Linked DNA regions of Xenopus laevis: region 2 is linked to region 1. A link is a contact called in public Hi-C data. All regions are on one chromosome and are shown on one strand. The core of a region is the stretch at or near the end of the contact, and the rest is flanking DNA. Distances in the headings are between cores, read along the strand shown.

What was found. A called contact is a pair of places that touch in the nucleus more often than the background predicts.
Region 2: a contact with region 1 is called in a Hi-C map of the XL177 cell line, with 6 times the contacts expected there. The contact joins two enhancer-like sites. A contact is called at or near these places in 3 of 4 Hi-C or Micro-C datasets (the XL177 cell line, the XTC cell line and animal cap).

The regions. Positions count from the first base shown.
Region 1 is chr4S:71,139,783-71,143,018 of Xenopus_laevis_v10.1, forward strand. No RefSeq gene overlaps it. Among protein-coding and RNA genes, the nearest start is that of plk3.S, 8.3 kb to the left of the region's middle. Within about 2 kb of position 1,874, at least 1 of the 7 cell types and tissues checked has an H3K27ac peak or open chromatin away from gene starts, as enhancers often do.
Region 2 is chr4S:71,185,334-71,188,771 of Xenopus_laevis_v10.1, forward strand. No RefSeq gene overlaps it. Among protein-coding and RNA genes, the nearest start is that of best4.S, 6.6 kb to the right of the region's middle. Within about 2 kb of position 2,163, at least 1 of the 7 cell types and tissues checked has an H3K27ac peak or open chromatin away from gene starts, as enhancers often do.

The sequences.
Region 1 (3,236 bases), core at 624-3,123:
ACTAAAGATACTTTTAATTGTATTGCCTTTGGCAAATGCCTAACCAAGAAAACCACTTTTTATTAACAAATCGTTTTTATGCTGCATAATGGTCTAAGGATTCTGGCTTTTTATGCTTCAGAATTGCTGTTAGATTTTCAACTTTTACAAAACTGAATCAGAACAGTCCAAACCAATGTATGTAAGGAACACTTTACATAACCTTCATGTTGAATAATGAAGTTTTAGGGGTTCCAGACCACAAGCTACTATAACCATAAAATACCTGCCAGTGACACTCTCAACCATGTGCCACAGATAACTCACTCTGGTTGCTGCCCTTTTTATGGGTAGATAGCTTTTCAAACCTGAAACAATGTCATGTGCACAAATGCCTAATAACTTTCTATGGGTTTCATTAAAATTGACTAACTATTTAGCATTAACCTCTCTGAATCAATTTTGACTCACTAGCCAACCAATAAAGGGTGCAAATTCAGCCATTATAGTTTTTCATTTAGACTTGCTATTATTAGGCTTCCCCAGTCAGTCTGATCTCTGACAGGTTGAATAAGTGCAGGCTGTCTCTCATGCTCCCTCTCAGAAACTGAAAAATCTCCTTCCATCTCCTACCACCTTTGAAGCTTGCTAGGTGTGCCTGTTGATTGTGCTGCATTTCCTGACATTATTGGGGCATACAACTGGATCAGGTCAACTGGTTCAGATGCAATTTTATTCACAAATAAATTGCACCTGGTAAAGGTAACCTCAAAATGAGATTTTTGCAAAAACTGAGCCAATAAATACAGGTCAAGTTCTGCTTATGACATTGTGGGAGTCATGTAAGATGGCCATGGGATAACATGCCTTTCTATTGCACTGGGTATTGCATGGGTAAAAAAGAGCAAGCACAATTGCAATGTGCTAAGGGAGGTTGCACTAATTACATGGCTGATGACAGATAAAGAAAATATGGCTCCCTTTTGGCTATACATGCTGCACACTGCATTTGCATTAAGAGAACAGTGGTGCTAGGTACAAAAAAATGCAGGTGTTGGATAGATACAGACAAGCAAAATTTCACACAAAACAAGTCAATGAATGTGTCCCATCACACATCACTAGTGTTGGAACCACAGAGACCACGAGAAGTTTGCAATCTGGCTCAGAAAGCTGATGGGGAAAGGCATGCATACAACCACTTTATAATGGGGTTAGTGTTGAGTCAGTGTAATGTGTAGTGAGTGTTTTTATACAAATACAATGCAAATTCCAGTGTGAAGTATATATATATTTAACCCCTCTTCCTCAAAAACCATAGCAATCATTAGATTTGTGCTTTTATTTTTCTTACTGTAAAAACTGTGTTGGCTATGGGCAATGTTGCACTGAACCTACTACCTAATGATATGCCACAAGAGTATAATTACTAGCTTCGGTTGTGTTTGTGTATTCTAGACTGATTTAGAACATTAATTGCTTTCTGACCCTGGCAGATATTCTGCTTCTTTAGATACAGTTTCATGCTGTTACATTTGCAGCAACAAAAATTTCATGATACAAAGTTCAAAGTACAGGTTGTCCCTTTGAAATTAGAAAAAAGTTGGCAGCTAGATATAGTATATATTTGCATATAAACCAGGATATATACATATATATATATATATATACTGTATATATATATATATATTTGTATATTATATATCTGTGCCACCATATGTTGGACAGCACTGATGTATAATATTATGAATATATGTGGCTGCATTATTACCACTGTGTTCAGGGAATGACGCACAGTGGATATTATACAATCACCAATTTAATGGAGCATGCTGACCTGGGCCATAACCTATCTCTTGGCAATATATACATGTGACATCACAGGCTCTACCAACCAGGAAGTGACTCAGACCACTGAAAGCTGCTTAAAAAAGTCAAGCTGTCTGGAATCACAGTGCTGTAGATTGTGTGGCTATGGGGATGTCTCTTATTGTGATTCTGTTCACCAGATGCTCATTGCTTTTAACACATCATAACAATTTGCATTCATAAAGGGTCCTTCTCCCAGGACGGATAACAAATAACATCTGCTTGTCAGACACACCAATCACTTACAGACAGAACAGAAACGTAGACAGTCATTTAACCCTTCTGGTTCTGTACTTTTGCAGTGTTTGACTCTAATAACATAGAGTTATATTGTGCTACACTTTTCTTTTCTAGGAAAGTAACACACTCTGAACAGCAATTCTATAATTTAAAACATGTTCCCCCTCAGGTTGACTCTTTCTATGTTGTGAAGTGTAAAAAAATGTTTGAGTTGGATGTACTAAGGCACAAATGTTGACGCCTAGCTATAGAACTTGGCAATAGTAATCACCAACATTATGTCAGGTGGCCTATTAATCATTCTGGTTAGTGATATATTATATATATAAATATATAAATAAATATATATATATATATATATATATATATATATATATCATTTAAGGCATGTGTTTAATGACTGGATCAGGGCCTTATTTATCTGAGGGGGCCCCTCCAAATGCTGTGCTTTGCTTTTTTGTTTTTATGGGATAGAATATTTTAACGTAAGTGTTGTATAAATAAAATGGTATTATATTTTATGATTTCGCTGCACATAGTCACTTAATTACAATACTAGATACTCAACCAGAATATAGTTTTTAGCTGATGTGGTTGATATATTCCATGTATTAGACACTGAGCAGGCCCCAAATTTCTAAGATGGTACTTGTAGTTCATCTTTATTGTTGATAATGGATCTGGACTTTAGCTACACATTTTCATGGCCAAAATGGCGAAGAATCTGCCTTTTTGGCTGTTATGATGAATGGCAGATCTGCTCAACTGTAGTAAACGTAAAGCCTTTTCATAGAGTACTTCACAGAGTAGAACCAGTGTGTTTAGGAGCAGCAATAAGTCTGTTTCTACTAGTTTGTACATAAGAAAGATTTCACTTTATATTGGTTACTTTCGCTGTAATTCGGTTGTTTTTTTTTGACAATTTGCATAAAATAACATGATCTTTGGGATCATATCTAACGTTGTTGCCAGAAGGTAGTGGAAAGTAGCAGCATTATGCTTGTATATACAAACCACTTGAGAAGCGACTAGGCTGGTGCACTTTGTCTGCCACTTGATTCTGCCAACCTCCTCTTTCATATCCAGCTTAGCAGCACAAAGGACCCTCTGTTCAGCACATAACACATTGCCTTAGGCTTGTCACTAGA
Region 2 (3,438 bases), core at 913-3,412, 46 kb after region 1:
AACTGAACAAGTTATATTAAATTAACATCACAATGTCCCCAAAAATGCACCACAGTGACCCCTAAACATATATTATAATAATACAAAATAATGCAGAATAATTCTCAAATCAACACAGGTCCCCCAACTCACTTTTACCTTGCATAAAGTAATATTATTTTGCATGGATATTCTAAGTGATAGGAAAAAGTAGACATGTTTTCTGTAAATTCCCTGGATTGGAAAGTACCCTTATGCAATATTTTCAATATTTCATTATTAAATTAAGAAACCTGAGGTATTTAAAGGCTGTGATCAGCAGGAAATGCATCTACAGGCTGTCTGTTTTTTTCTTTTTTTCTTTTTCTAGAATGCATCCAATGGGCCACCAGTTCAGCTCTGGACTATGAGAAAAAAATGGCAGCTTCTACTCAGTCTCATGGGAAATCCTACATGTGCTGTGCTTTTTCCTGTTCAGAGAAAATTAGATCCTTTTCCCTGCCTTTCACACATGCACAACAAACCCTGTGCTATAAATTACAGATATCAGTTTCCGGGAAATTTCAACCATTAATAAACATACGCCAACTATGACAAATTATGCCCTAACCATAGAAAGTTACATAGTAACATAGTAAATTAGGTTGAAATTAGTTTGAAAAAAGACACACGTCCATCAAGTTCAACCTTTAAGGTCTTACATGCCTAACTGCTAGTTGATCCAGAGGAAGCAAAAAATCTAAATTGAAGCCACTTCAATTTGCCTCAGAGGAAAAATTCCTTCCTGACTCCAAAATGGCAATTGGACCAGTCCCTGGATCAACTTGTACTATGAGTTATCTCCCATAACCCTGTATTCCCTCACTTGTTAAAAAGCAATCAAACCCCTTCTTAAAGCTATCTAATGTATCAGCCTGTACAACTGATTCAGAGAGAATTCCACATCTTCACAGCTCTCACACTGTAAAAACACCTTCCGAATATTTAGATGGAACCTCCTTTCTTCTTCAGAATGGATGCCCACGTGTCAGCTGGAAAGACCTACTTATATATTTATACATAGTTAATAATGTCCAGTTTGAGATCTGGAGACCAAAACTGTATGGCATATTCTAGATGGGCCTTACCAGTGCTCTATACAGTGGAAGAGTGAACCCCTCCTCCTGTGACTCTATGCCCCTTTTAATACAGTACAAGACCTTGTTTGCCCTTACAACTGCTGTAGCATTGCTTACTACAGCCAGTACAGCTACAACCTAGTGCAGTCCCATTATATGTGTCTTGCATATTTTTACATCCCAGGTGCATGACTTTACATTTATCAACATTGAATCTCATTTGCCACTTAGCTGCCCAGATTGCCAGTTTGTCAAGATCCTGTTGCAAGGATGCCACATCCTGGATGGAATTAATTAGGTTGCATTGTATTGTGTCATCTGCAAACACTGATACATTACTTACAATACCCTCCCCTAAGTTATTAATGAACGAGTTAAAAAAAAGTGGACCCAATACTGAGCCCTGAGGGACACACACCACAAAAAAATCTTTCTCCAAGTAGTGCATATACCATTAATAACCACACTCAAGCAGTTGTTTTGGGGCACGGTATCAAATGCTTTGGCAAAATTTAAATAGATCACATCTACTGCTCCCCCACTGTCCAGCATCTTAATTTCCTCTTTATAAAAAGCAATCAAATTTGTCTGACATGACCTATCCTTCATAAAGCCATGCTGGTTGCTGCTCATAATGCCATTCACTAGGACAAAATTTGTTTTTACTGTTAATATACTCAAATTAGGGAGTCTATAGTATACTCCTATAATTAATTTGCTGGACTTTTTACAATCAGTGAAGAGCTCCATCCATAAGACTTCACCTCCCTTATTTTTTTAACATCACCTCCTCCTTTATATTTGCTTTTAAATCCCGCATAACTAACAGACATACCCCTACTTCTTTTCTATTGTCCCTCCGAAGCAAAGTATAGTTGCTGATATATTAACTGCCCAACAATGCAACTCATTCAGAGCCATGTTTTAGCCACACCAATCACATCATATTTTCCCTCAAGCACCAGCACCTCCAGCTCTCTCATTTTACCAGTCAGACTCCTTGCATTTGAAAACACAAGCAATTAAACTATGACCCTTGCTCCACTTAAGCCTCGTGTTTAAATATGGGAGAGTTGACAGCTCTAAACAAAGAAGCTCTGACTAGCTTGTGTTGTAGTGCCACCTAGTGGAAACGTTTCCACCTGCAGTAGACTTTTGTTGATTAATTGATATTTTTATTTAAGCAATTTCTTACTTATACATAGATAAAAGCAGACACATTAGGTTATGGGATGGTGTTCCAGGCCTAAGATGTTTAACATGGAGTTCCATAAATAATTGCTTGCCAACATTTTTAAAAATATATTGTCTAAGGCAAATTTAATTGTGATTGGCGTTTCCACCCAAAGTTCTTCTGTTATTTTAAAAACTCAGAAAGTGTTATAGGTGATGGGGACTTATATAAGTATGAAGGCCATAATGTGCTTTTACTTTAGTCTGTAGTCTCAAGGCAATCTAGATCAAAAGCCAGCACAACAGGTGGCTTTTCATCCTGTGCCAGGCTAAAGCTAGTATTTTTTTTTTGTTTGCCATTGATATATCTCTTCTTCCTTTCTGGAGAGCATGTGACTTGCATAGACCATACAGAGTGCCTTCCAAACAGTGGCGGAGCAAAAGTCAAACCATCTCCCCCCCACCCCAAAGAAATGTTAATTGACCAAGAAAAGCCAAACTTTTCCTATATTTCCAACTCTCTTTTTACCACGTGAGTCCCTTAAAATGTACCCACACATTGCATCAGTGGTAATTCTGGGCATGCTTCAATAATAATTCCTGTATCTGACTCCAGAACCAGAGGAAGCCAGCAACTGGTCAAGTAAGAGAAAGAGACAGACATTTCTGCTCTGGGACTGGTTGCCTTCTGCAGAGCCAACGCACCAATGATAAACAAATTAGCGGATAGTTATGGGGTGCGACATCAATGTGCCAAAATGGTTATTCATCTAGGCTGGAAGACCTGGTACAAAGTGCAAAAACATGGTGGATTGTACCTGTGTATGCCCAGCATTCCAATCATAAATTATCCTATGGTATTACTCAAAACTTGCCAAAGTATCATCTACTGACTGTAAGACATAACCGACAATCTTAAGCCAGTAAATGCTATTGGTGAGGCAGCAGCCCCAATGCTGCCCCCCTCTCGCTCTGAACTTTTAGGGTCAGAGTGGGTCCAGGAGGGGTTGCATCGCAAGTGTAGTGAGTGCTATTGCGCTTGCTGCACTAGCAGAGCCAAATTTCTGTGTTAAAAAATGGAAATTTGCCTCTTAAAGTTACCAGAGGTGGCCCTGGGTGGAGGTCATTTTTGTAAGATGATGCCGCGTAGAGCAATATCCAGAGAATG